Linked DNA regions of Capra hircus: region 2 is linked to region 1. A link is a contact called in public Hi-C data. All regions are on one chromosome and are shown on one strand. The core of a region is the stretch at or near the end of the contact, and the rest is flanking DNA. Distances in the headings are between cores, read along the strand shown.

Region 1 (5,316 bases), core at 1,116-3,615:
TCCGTCTCAATCACACCTCCAACAAGAGGACTAAATACAGCATTTTTCCAGAGGACACCATTCTCACCAGCTGTGTGGAGCTATGAGCCAAGAGTTGTTGTTTCTGGATGTAACACTGACTACAGAAGCCCCTCAAAGAGGTCTCGCTGAAAGACAGGCAGCAGATCATGCCATGTTTAAATTATTCTCATTAGCAGAGCTTCCAAAAAGCTTTATCTAATAAAACACTGCAATTCAAATATGGTTGTTAGGCAAATGTGATGGACAGCCTCTCCTGCATCAATGGGTGGTGTCGAGGGAGAAGATTTTAATTTTAGATTTCTTGCTGCTTTGTAATCAGGGTAAAGTTCCATATATACAAAACAGCACTCAATCTAACGTAGCCATTAGCTTTTTGGTTATTCTTTTTGTTATTTCTAAGGAAATCTTGTGCCACTCACAGTCTCATAGACAGCCTGTTTTCATTTTAAACGGAGACCCTCCTAAACATCACAGAGTTAAAGAAAATTCAGTTTCACTGTCTGATTCATCAAAGCTCCAGGGTCTGAAATGTCTGGATCTATGGAATCGTCCTGACATCATGCTTGTACATGTTTCCTAATTCCTGCACTGTATTGCAGCTGTGAAGACACTGGCAGGATCCCTTCTCCTTCAGCTCAGCTGGCAAGGAGACTGCCGGCCTCCTCCTCTTCTCAGGTATCACTAGAATCAAAGGCCCCGACTCCCGGAGACAGCGTGAGGCCGACAGTTCCAATCAGACAGTCCGATCAGGTGCAGAGTAGAGAGGATGATGTACCTGACACCTGTAATTACCATGGAAACACCTCCCAAGGGCACATCAGACCTGGGGGTCAGCTGAGGAGGACTGCTTAGCCCACTCCAACTCAGAGGCTTCCGCCAACCGACATGTCTGGAGATCCTCAGAACCAGGCGAGGTGCTCTCACAAAGGTGGTAGGAAAATGTTTCCTTAGGAGGGACTCAGAAAACTTGAGGACAGAGGAAGAAGAGTCGTGAAGGGTCGCTGACCCCTCCAAGTCCCTCCCTGATGCTGGAATCCCCTCTGCAACTTCTCAGCAAGTCAGCAGGTCCTACTTGAGGAGCCCTGTGACTCTCCCTCCCCCAGGCTACCTGGGATTAGGAGTGAAGCAAGACCATCTGATAGCCTGAGTCATTTCTACTTCTGCGATAAACAGGAAAGCACCACTCTGCTATAGGGTCACTGCAGTGGAAGGGACCTCTGATTTGGTGAGCATGTAAGAGAGGACTAGGAAAGACGAGTTAGAGAAAGATTACCATAAAGCTAACGGCTGTTTTAGACCCCGTGCTGTTTTATACATGGCACTGATCCCTAAGCAGCAGTGTTCACAGATACCTACGAGGGAAATGCAACTGTTGGCTTCACTTCATAGATTAGCAAACTGAGGCTCAGAGAGGTCACGCAACTTGGCCAAGGTCACACAGCTGGTGCATGGGAGAGTTAGAATTTGAATTCAAGACTACTAGAATAAAAACTCAATTCGCAATTATGGCACCCTAACACCTAATACATTAGTATTTCCCCATTCTCAGCCAGGCTGGCTGTGAAAGCGGAAATTTCAGACATAGTTCCCAAAATAAAGGGAGGTGACACACTGACCTCCCTGGGGTCTGTGGACTGAGGGCGCTGAGGCTGCCCCTGTTTCGGCAGGAGTGGTCTGGATGCAGAGACCTGCAAGGGGCCAGCAGGAATCCCCCTGCATGCCCTCCTTCCACAGTGAGCCCTACTGGTAAGAATGATCTGGGAGCTGGGTATCATCAAATCTTTTGATTATGTTTCTTCATGAATATGGCATTTGTTTTTTTATAAGCATAAAATGGTTACTTTGGGGACTACCCTGGCGGTCCAGGGGTTAAGACTCTGAGCTTCCTGGATTCAGGCAGTGGGGCACAAGTTCGATCCTTGGTTGGGAAACTAAGATCCCACATGCTACATGGCATGGCCAAAAAAAAAGCCCAACCAACCAAACAAAACACAATGGTGACTTTGGAAACCCAACTTAGAAACACTTCTGAACATGAGGCAGCTTTGACCTTCCGTTCTGAGCTACAAAATGCTGAATGTTCATGGGGTGGGGGTGGGAAGGAAGAGGCAGGCTTGCTGGGGAGGGTTATTAGGGAAGAAGATACTCGTTCTCATCATCGGGTTTGTGGTTTGCCCGCTGCTAATCAGGGGAGGGGACTGTCTTTTCTTTTCTCCCTTTAGGCAAAACACTCAGTGAAATTGCCCGTCTCTGCTTCTCTTTCATGACAGTGATAACAACGTTGCACACCATGCAGCTGGTGCTCAGAGCTGCCGGCTCTCAGCCACGTTGGCACAAGGCAAGAACAAGAGGGAGGGAAACCAGCATGCACGCCCCGGCCAGGCGCCCAAAATGCGCCAGGGAAGGGCTGGCTCTGAACTTCCCGGATTAAGAAGCACAAAAGAGGAACAAGAGGCACCCATCAGGACAAAGCTGGTCATACAGCACAGGCCACTCAACGTGGGAACAGGCTGGTCTGGGGGCACTCCACAGAAGACCTGGGTGGGGAAGGGCCCGCCTGCCTCCCTCAGCCTCTGGAGGTTACCCATTTCCACAGAAATGGTCTCTGTCATCTAGGCATTCATGTGCCAGGTCTGAGGACTGGCTCAGGCGGTCAGGTCCGCTGACCTTGGCAAACCTGTTCACTACTGGCTGGCTGGCATAGTGGGAATCTGTCCTGCTTCTCTGGGGAGTCTGTGCAATGACCCGGGACAAAGTGCACAGAAGCCCCAAAGCCATAAAGACTCGGCGGTGGGCTGACCCACACTGAGGCCAGAAGAGATGTGCCCTAAGCAGCCTGTTTGGTCTCTGATGGAGAACTCTGACAGATGTTCCAGCCGTGGTGGCGGGTGGGGTAAAGCGGGGCATCCCGCTCTTCCCGTGCCCCAGCTCCGCCCTTCCCTGAACGTCTGGGGCCAAGAGCGCTGGACTCCACGCACTGCTCCTGCCGCCCTGCGTGTCCCGCCACCTCCTCAAGGGCCACAGTGTCCTTCGAAAAGCAGCAGGCAGAGAGCCCGGCACGGGCTCACCCGTGAAATATCCAGGTGCTGCACTCGTCGGCCTTGGTGATGTAGTTCTCCGGCAGGAGTCCAGAGCAGCCCGTGGTCAGGGAGGTGCCGTAGATCCAGCCCTCGCTGGTGCTGGTCTGCTCCATGGGCGACATGAAGATGAAGTCCCCGGGGACTAGCTCCAGCTCGTCGTCGTTCTGCGGGGTGTACGGGTAGATCACCTGCAATGTCTGGAAAAGGGGGAGAGGGAGGCGTGAGGCCCACGCCTGACCAGCTCTGCTGAGCGCTCAGGGCCCGCCTGTGGGCTCTGCTCGCGTTCACGGGCACCTCTGGAGTCTGCAGGCTCCGAGTAGATCTGGATTCAGATCAGAAGGAGTTTCTCCTCCTCTCAGGATATGCTAGTGCTTCTGGCTCGTTCCAGACTTTCCTTCAGGCATAGCTTTGCTTCAAAAGACATGGCTTTTAGAAATTCATATGAAAACCTGTAGGTTCTCCAGTAAACTGCTTTACAGACGGGTTTGGACCTCGTTTTCCCTGCTCTGTCTGCCACGTTGATGCCGTAAGAGACCCTGGACACACAGCTCATGGAAAGGAGTCTTCCATGCAATGTCACCAACGCCCAGATGAGAGACTCTGCTAGGAAGGCTTTGGGGATGAAATGTCTCCTCTCCATGTAACTGAGCAGCTCAAATAAGACACGGTCCTGCCTTCAAAGAGCTTTCTTTAAACCTCCATGGTTAACAAAGACTTCGAAAGAAAAATATCTTTCACAGCCATCAGTGTCCTGTGTGTAACCAGCTCTTGTCAGTCAGCAGGTGGAGACCACGTGTTCCCTCTTTGGGCTCAGAAAAAGCCCCTTGGGCCAACCCCAGGCCATGTCACTTGTCTGATTTATTCCATATTTTGCCTCCTTATTTATTTTGCCTCACAGGCAGACGTATGAAGATACTCTGGAAAACATCTATTAATATTTTACTACTTTTCTGTTAACAGCAGGAGACCTCAATACTAAGGAAAATATTTTTCTATGTGTTTCATAAGAGGACACTAAGATGGAGCTGTTTTATCAGCTTTTCCTTCAATCCTGAAGCCACTAGAGGAAAGCTAAGTATTCTGGTTCCCACGTATGGGTTTTTAACTTTGTTTGGCCTCTGTTATTTCTCATCTGCAGGGGCTTCCCTGGTAGCTCAGATGGTAAAGAATCTGCCTGCAATGCTGGAGATCCAGGTTCAAACCCTGGGTCAAGAAGATCCCTTGGAAGAGGGTATGGGAACCCACTCCAGTATTCTTGCTTGGAGAATCCCATGGACAGACTAACCTGGTGGGCTACAGTCCATGGGATTGCAAAGAGTTGGACACGACTGAGCGGCTACCATTTTATTTTCTCATCTGTAAAATAATACTTACACTATAAAAGTTAAATGAGACAATCTAAGAAAACTCCTGAGGACTCTAGTACACAGAAGAGGTGTAATTATTTCTATTGAACCATGACTCCTGGCTTTCAAGGGGTTATCTTTCCATCAAGCTGATGCTAACCCCCAAAGCCTATGCTAGGTAGGCCTGTGAGCTAATCGGCTCCTTGGGGTCAAGGTGATCCATCAGATATCATAAAGAATTTCCTTCTGGAAATCTCTAACGAGAAGAGCCAGTAAAAATGATTTCCCCCCACCAGAGAATGAATGTGATAATGCACAGAACTTGAATGCCCCACTGGATTTCTGACATCCCTTTTATTTAGGGCACCCACTTCCTCTCCGAATCCTCACTCCAGCATCTATTGGCTCGAGATCTTCTTCCATCCCATCGACTCCCCACTCCTCTGTCAGATACACGCTCAAATTACATTTTCAAATGAACCAGGAAGGTTTTTTTGCTGGGTTGTTAAAAAACAGCTTAAGGAAAAAGAAAAAAATTCACAACCAACCACTTAAATCTCTAAGCTAGGTATGTGATGAGACACCAGAAGCAATGCTCCTTTTCCTGGAACAGGGTGGAGAGAGGCACCGAGTCACAGGAAACAAGTCTAAACTCAGGTTCCTTAGATGCTCAAGCGCAGCACAGTCTTGGGTAATGATGCCTCTGACTCAGCGGCAGGCCTTTCCTTTGAGAAACTCAAAAATGACAGGGAAGATCTCATCCCTCCTTTCACTTGGGGGTGAGTCTTCTGGCTCTACGAGATCCCAGGGAGGTTGAGGTACAGAAAGGAGCAGAAGGTACAACTCCTAGGCAGAGAGCAGTTGCACAA
Region 2 (5,316 bases), core at 1,957-4,456, 170 kb after region 1:
ATTAATATGTATGGCAAGATGCAAGAGTGTGGGCTTAATGAAGCTGCTCCTTTGATATGGACCTCAACTATGTAGGGCCAGTATCCAGTTCTTTACCAACGTGAATCCCCTCCAGGTGCACAGCTGAGGGTGACTGCAGTGGCTGACTGGCTTGGCTTGATGGTAGGCAGCTTCTTTGTCTCCATCCTGAGTACCCTCAGGGCTCACCAACCCAGTGGCTGCAGTGGCTGATGGCTTGGTGGCCACAACATCTTCTGTTTGCTGATGTGGCAGGTGCCATTCTTTGTCCACAGCAGTGAATGTGACTGCCATGGTGCTGGGGCACGCGGCAAGGGGGATGTTTGGTTATCCGTGGGTATGTAATAAACCGCTCCCAAAACTCAGGGGGTAGAAACAACTCTTTATTCCCTTCTGATTATGCAGTTTGCACATGGTAGGGTTGGCATGTCTCTGCTCCTGTGGTACTGGCTGGAAGGCCCAGAGAGGCTTCACTCATATGTCTGGTGCCTTGGCTGGTGAGGCTGAAATGGCAGGGGCTTGCCTGGGTCTCTCTTGCTTTCATCCCCCACAGCTCTACTCTCTCCATATGGTCTCTATCTCTAGCAGGGTAATTGCACTTCTTTACATGGTGGTAGGCTTCCAAGAGGAGGAAGCCACCAGTCTTGAAGGCCTAGGACTAGGATTGGCACGGTGTCACTTCTGCTCCCTTTACTGAGACCAGTCCAGATTCAATGGAATAGGAATTAGGCCCCACCTCATGAAGGGCTGGTAGGAAATGTTGGTGGCCTACAACAGGGGAAGAAAATGTGAATAAGATCTGTTTTTTTCCCTAAAGGAGTTCATGGTCTCACCTTCCTGTGGATAAGATAACATGAAACCATTAGGTGTCATTTCCAGGGGCTCTGGAGAGCTCCAGTACTACAGTTCTTTATGTCTCAGCACAGAGAAGAATTCAGTGAGAGCAAGGTGATAGATAAGAAGTGATTTATTAGAATCGGATGATTGTGAGGCTTACAAGCAGAGGGGTGAGAAATGCTACATCTTGAGAACTTAGTGGGCTACAGTTTTATAATCAAAGGGAAAGTCGAGAGGGGGAGAAGACTATCTTTCTTAAGTAGACATCATGTTTTCATCATCAGCCTTTTCTCCAGGTTGAGCAGGGGAGTTTTCTTGTCCCTACATGGTCAAGCTGGGCCCACAAGTCATTGTTTTTTATGTGTGCAGAGCATGTCCTAGGAATCATTAACTTACTGAGCTCACTGGGCAGGTTGTGGTCTCAGGTCTCCATTGTTTTATTGTTTAGGGGTAGGTTCCATGCTTCTGGTGTATGGTTTTGTTGCTAAGCAAGCCTGCTTGGTTTTGTGGTTAAGCATCCTGCTTTCTTGAGTAATCATTAACTTACAGGGGTTGCCCATATTTTTTCTACTTATAACCCCCTAGTGGGATGAACTATCTACTCACCTACTTTGTCTCTTCACTCTGTCCCTATCAAACAGACACTTTGAACAGAGTATAAAAAGTCCTCGAGCTCTGTGTCAGCTCCCTTGGGAAACAACACGCAGGACTTGATCCCTGTGAAGCTGGGGGTCTTAGCTGCAGCATGTGGAATCTAGTTGCCTGACCAGGGATTGAACCCAGGCCACCTGCACTGGGAGCAGAATCTTAGCCACTGGATCAGCAGGGAAGTCCCCACCTAGGAATTTTAAAAGTGGCATAAACTTCTGTCAGCTAATATTGCTTCTTTGGGTACCAGAATCTTTCCTTTGGAATGTTGTGCCTACCTTGTGGAATGTTTGAAGCAGTAAAGGAACAGAGAGCTAGGATTCATTGTGTTTGACAAACAAGTTATATGAACTGTGCTCTTTCAGTTTGTTCTTAATGCTTGTTGAATAATTTTTCTTTTCTTTTGGCCACACTGGGTCTTCATTGCCTCAGTGGCCTTTCTCTAGCTGTGGAGCATGGACTCTAGAGCTCACTAGTTGCAGTGCACAGGTTCAGATGCCCTTAGGCATGTGGGATCTCTGTTCCCTGAACAGGGATCGAACCTGTGTCCCTTGCATTGGAAGGTGGATTCTTAACCATTGGACTACTGGTAAGTCCCTTGTTAAATAATTTCTTGTATGTATTTCGTTTGAGGTTTATTTTCATTTTAATCAAGGTCCCAGGTGGCTCAGTGGTAAAGAATCCATCCACCAATACACGAGAAAGAGGAGACCTGGGTTCTTCTTCCCTGGGTGGGGGAGATCCCCTGAAAAAGGAAATGGCAACCCACTCCAGTATTCTTGCCTGGGAAACCCCATGGACAGAGGAGGCTGGTGGGCTACAGTCAGTCAACGGGTCACAAAGAGTTGGACATGACTAAGCATGCACACACACATCTAGATTGGAGGGGAGCAGCTAGTTTATGCCACTTTAAAAATCCCTAGTTGGGGACTTCCCTGCTGGTCCAGTGGCTAAGCCTCTGCTCCCAACGCATATGGCCTGGATTCAATCCCTGGTCAGGCAACTAGATTCCACATGCTGCAGGTAAGACCCAGCACAGCCAAAATTATAAAAAAAAATTTTTTTTAAATAAGATAAAAGTCCTGAGTGGCTTTTACAGCAGGCAGTCTCTCCTTTCTCATCTCTGGCCACGATCTCCAGCTACGTTCTCTCCTCTGCTGTTGGTGATGTTTTGTCTCCTAAAGTCAGGTTCACCTGTGCACAAAAGTGCCCCCTTGTGGTTTTCCTTGGGCTATGCATTCCTTGTAGTTCAGTCACTAAGTCCTGTCTGACTCTGGGACTCCACCGACTGCCGCCCACCAGGATTTCCTGTCCTTCACTATCTCCCAGAGCTTGCTTAAACTCATGTCCATTGAGTTGGTGATGCTATCCAACCATCTCAGCCTCTGTCGGCCCCTTCTCCTCTGGCCCTCAACCTTTGCCAGCATCGGGGTCTTTTCCAACGAGCTGGTTCTTTGCATCAGGTGGCCAAAGTATTAGGGAGCTTCAGCTTCAGTCCTTCCAGTGAATATTCAGGGTTGATTTCCTTTAGAAATGCCTAGGAGCTGGCTTATGGGTCCCTGGAGGAGCCTGCACAAGATGCCACCAGGCTGTGGGAGGCACACATCAAAAAGAACAGTCTGTTTGCCAAGGGAATGTGTGTGTGCAGAAGTGTATAGCTCAGCATAACTGCTGCACTGAGAGAGAAATCACAGCATCTGCCAGCCGGAGAAGTCTGCTCACACTCTTTCCCGTGTCCCTCTCCCTCCCAAGAACAGCTGCTATGCTTATTCCAGTCACATTTGAACGCTTATTTTGCAAAAGAAGAGCATAGGCCTGAAACAGCCATCTGATCTAAGAGCCAACTTATACTTGAGCAAAAGATGAAAATTTCTGGTGTGATCAGCCTCAGGGAGTTGAAAGCTGAGGGATGACATTTTAATGATGTTTACATTTTCAACGAGTTTTTGTCTGAGGAAGCCTGCTTTTAACTGAGGAAATCTCCTATATGCATCAATGCAGATAAGTTAATGTTCAATAGTAGTGAAAACCATTTAATGAAACCCATAGCAGATTTTGAGATTGCATTTCTGTTATATTCAAAGGACTGTGCTGAATAATGTAGGTATGTGAGAGATGCCCTACTGAAGCCTGATTTTGTTGTTGTTTTTCCCCTATTGAGTTTAGAAATTAAAATATCGGATTTTATTTGGGTTTCTTAAGGATCCTTGTGTTGTGATCTGTTACTGTGCTAAGGATTAGAACCAGCTGATGTGTATGGGACTTTATTTATTAAAAATGTATTTACTTATTTGCTTGTTTGTTGTCAAGCATGTTTTTCATTGTGGTAAGAATATTTAACATGCCATCTACCCTCTTAACTTATTAGTAAGTGTGCTACAGTATGGCTAACTATAGGTACAAGGTTGCACAGCAGGTCTCTAGAACTTGTTCATCTTGCATAACTGAAGCTTTTTACCTACTTGCCAACTAAAGGATGTGTCTTACCACCTGATTCTACGAGAATTAAGTTATTAGGTACTGCTGTTACTGACCTTCAGCACACTCTGAAAGGGACTCCAGGTGGAATGAGGCATTCTGTGCTCTGAGAGAACTGGCAGAACAGGGCTTCAGACAGTCAGATATTTCCAGGAGAGATTCTTTAGGAACCAGGATTCTTGCATCTTCCTCAACTTAGAAAAGCACTGAAACTGAAACTGCACAACTCAGATTGGGACTTGAGTCCACTGTCTTTTAAATAGAATCACTCACTTGGTGTCATGGACAGAGGAGCCTGGTGGGCTACAGACCACTGGATCACAAACAGCCAGACACAACTGAAGTGGAGCGTGCATGCATACACAGTTGGTGTCAAGACTTAATGAAATTCAGGTTCTTTTCTTTATGTCTCGGCGCAGAAAGAATTTAGTAAGAGACAAAGAGGTAAGAAGTAGGTCTTTTAGGGAGATGCACATTCTATAGACAGAATGTGGTCTGTTTCATAAGTCAAGAGTGGCCCTGGAATACGGGGTGGTTGGTTTTAAGGGTTGGGTAATTTCATAGGCTAAGAAGCAAGGGGACTTTTTTCAATCATTTTGGAGAAGAGGTGGGATTTCCAGGATTTGGGCCACTGTCCACTTTTTGCCTTTTATGGTCAGCCTCAGGACTGTCATGATGCCTGTGGGTGTGTCATTCAGCATATGCTAATATAACACCAGGAGTACATTATGAGGCTCGAAGTCTACTGGGAGTCACATCTCCTGCCATCTTGGGCCTAATAGGTTCTAACCAATTTTTTTTTGTTGTATCCACAACAGCTCTGTCATTCTTTTAAAGGTTGTGCCCTGTCCCCTTCCTTCCTGTTTCAAAACCATTAACTGAACTGTCTGTTTCTTGTGACTAGCAGCAAGGCTCTACACAGGTGTGCTTGATTGCATTCTCTCTCCCTCTCTTTTTCTGAAGCAATAAAAGCACAAAATGAAAGACATAGGTGAGTCTTCCCTCTCAGATTCCTAATCCACGACTTCTTAGAATCAACCACGAACATTGTTTTCTCCTTCAAGATTATCCCCACTTAAAAAAAAAAAAAAAAACATAATTGGTAGAACAGTCTTTTTCTGTATTTGGTTTCTTAATGTGACATTTTCAAAATCTTTCCATGGACATACTAGTTCAGTTCAGTTGCTCAGTTGTGTCCGACTCTTTGCAACCCCATCAATCACAGCACCCCAGGCCTCCCTGTCCATCACCAACTCCTGGAGTTCACTCAAACTCATGTCCATTGAGTCGGTGATGCCATCCAGCCATCTCATCCCCTGTTGTCCCCTTCTCCTC

The links. Hi-C and Micro-C count contacts between places; a contact is called where the count stands out from the background.
Region 2: a contact with region 1 is called in a Hi-C map of blood, with 2.1 times the contacts expected there. The contact joins two enhancer-like sites. A contact is called at or near these places in 2 of 5 Hi-C or Micro-C datasets (both in blood).

What each region holds. Positions count from the first base shown.
Region 1 is chr15:48,908,801-48,914,116 of ARS1.2, forward strand. It overlaps UBASH3B (ubiquitin-associated and SH3 domain-containing protein B), which reads right to left. Exons shown (of 14, transcript XM_018059637.1): 6 at 3,090-3,298. Among named protein-coding and RNA genes, the nearest start is that of CRTAM, 41 kb to the left of the region's middle. Within about 2 kb of position 2,366, at least 2 of the 5 cell types and tissues checked have an H3K27ac peak or open chromatin away from gene starts, as enhancers often do.
Region 2 is chr15:49,082,160-49,087,475 of ARS1.2, forward strand. No RefSeq gene overlaps it. Among named protein-coding and RNA genes, the nearest start is that of UBASH3B, 44 kb to the left of the region's middle. Within about 2 kb of position 3,207, at least 1 of the 5 cell types and tissues checked has an H3K27ac peak or open chromatin away from gene starts, as enhancers often do.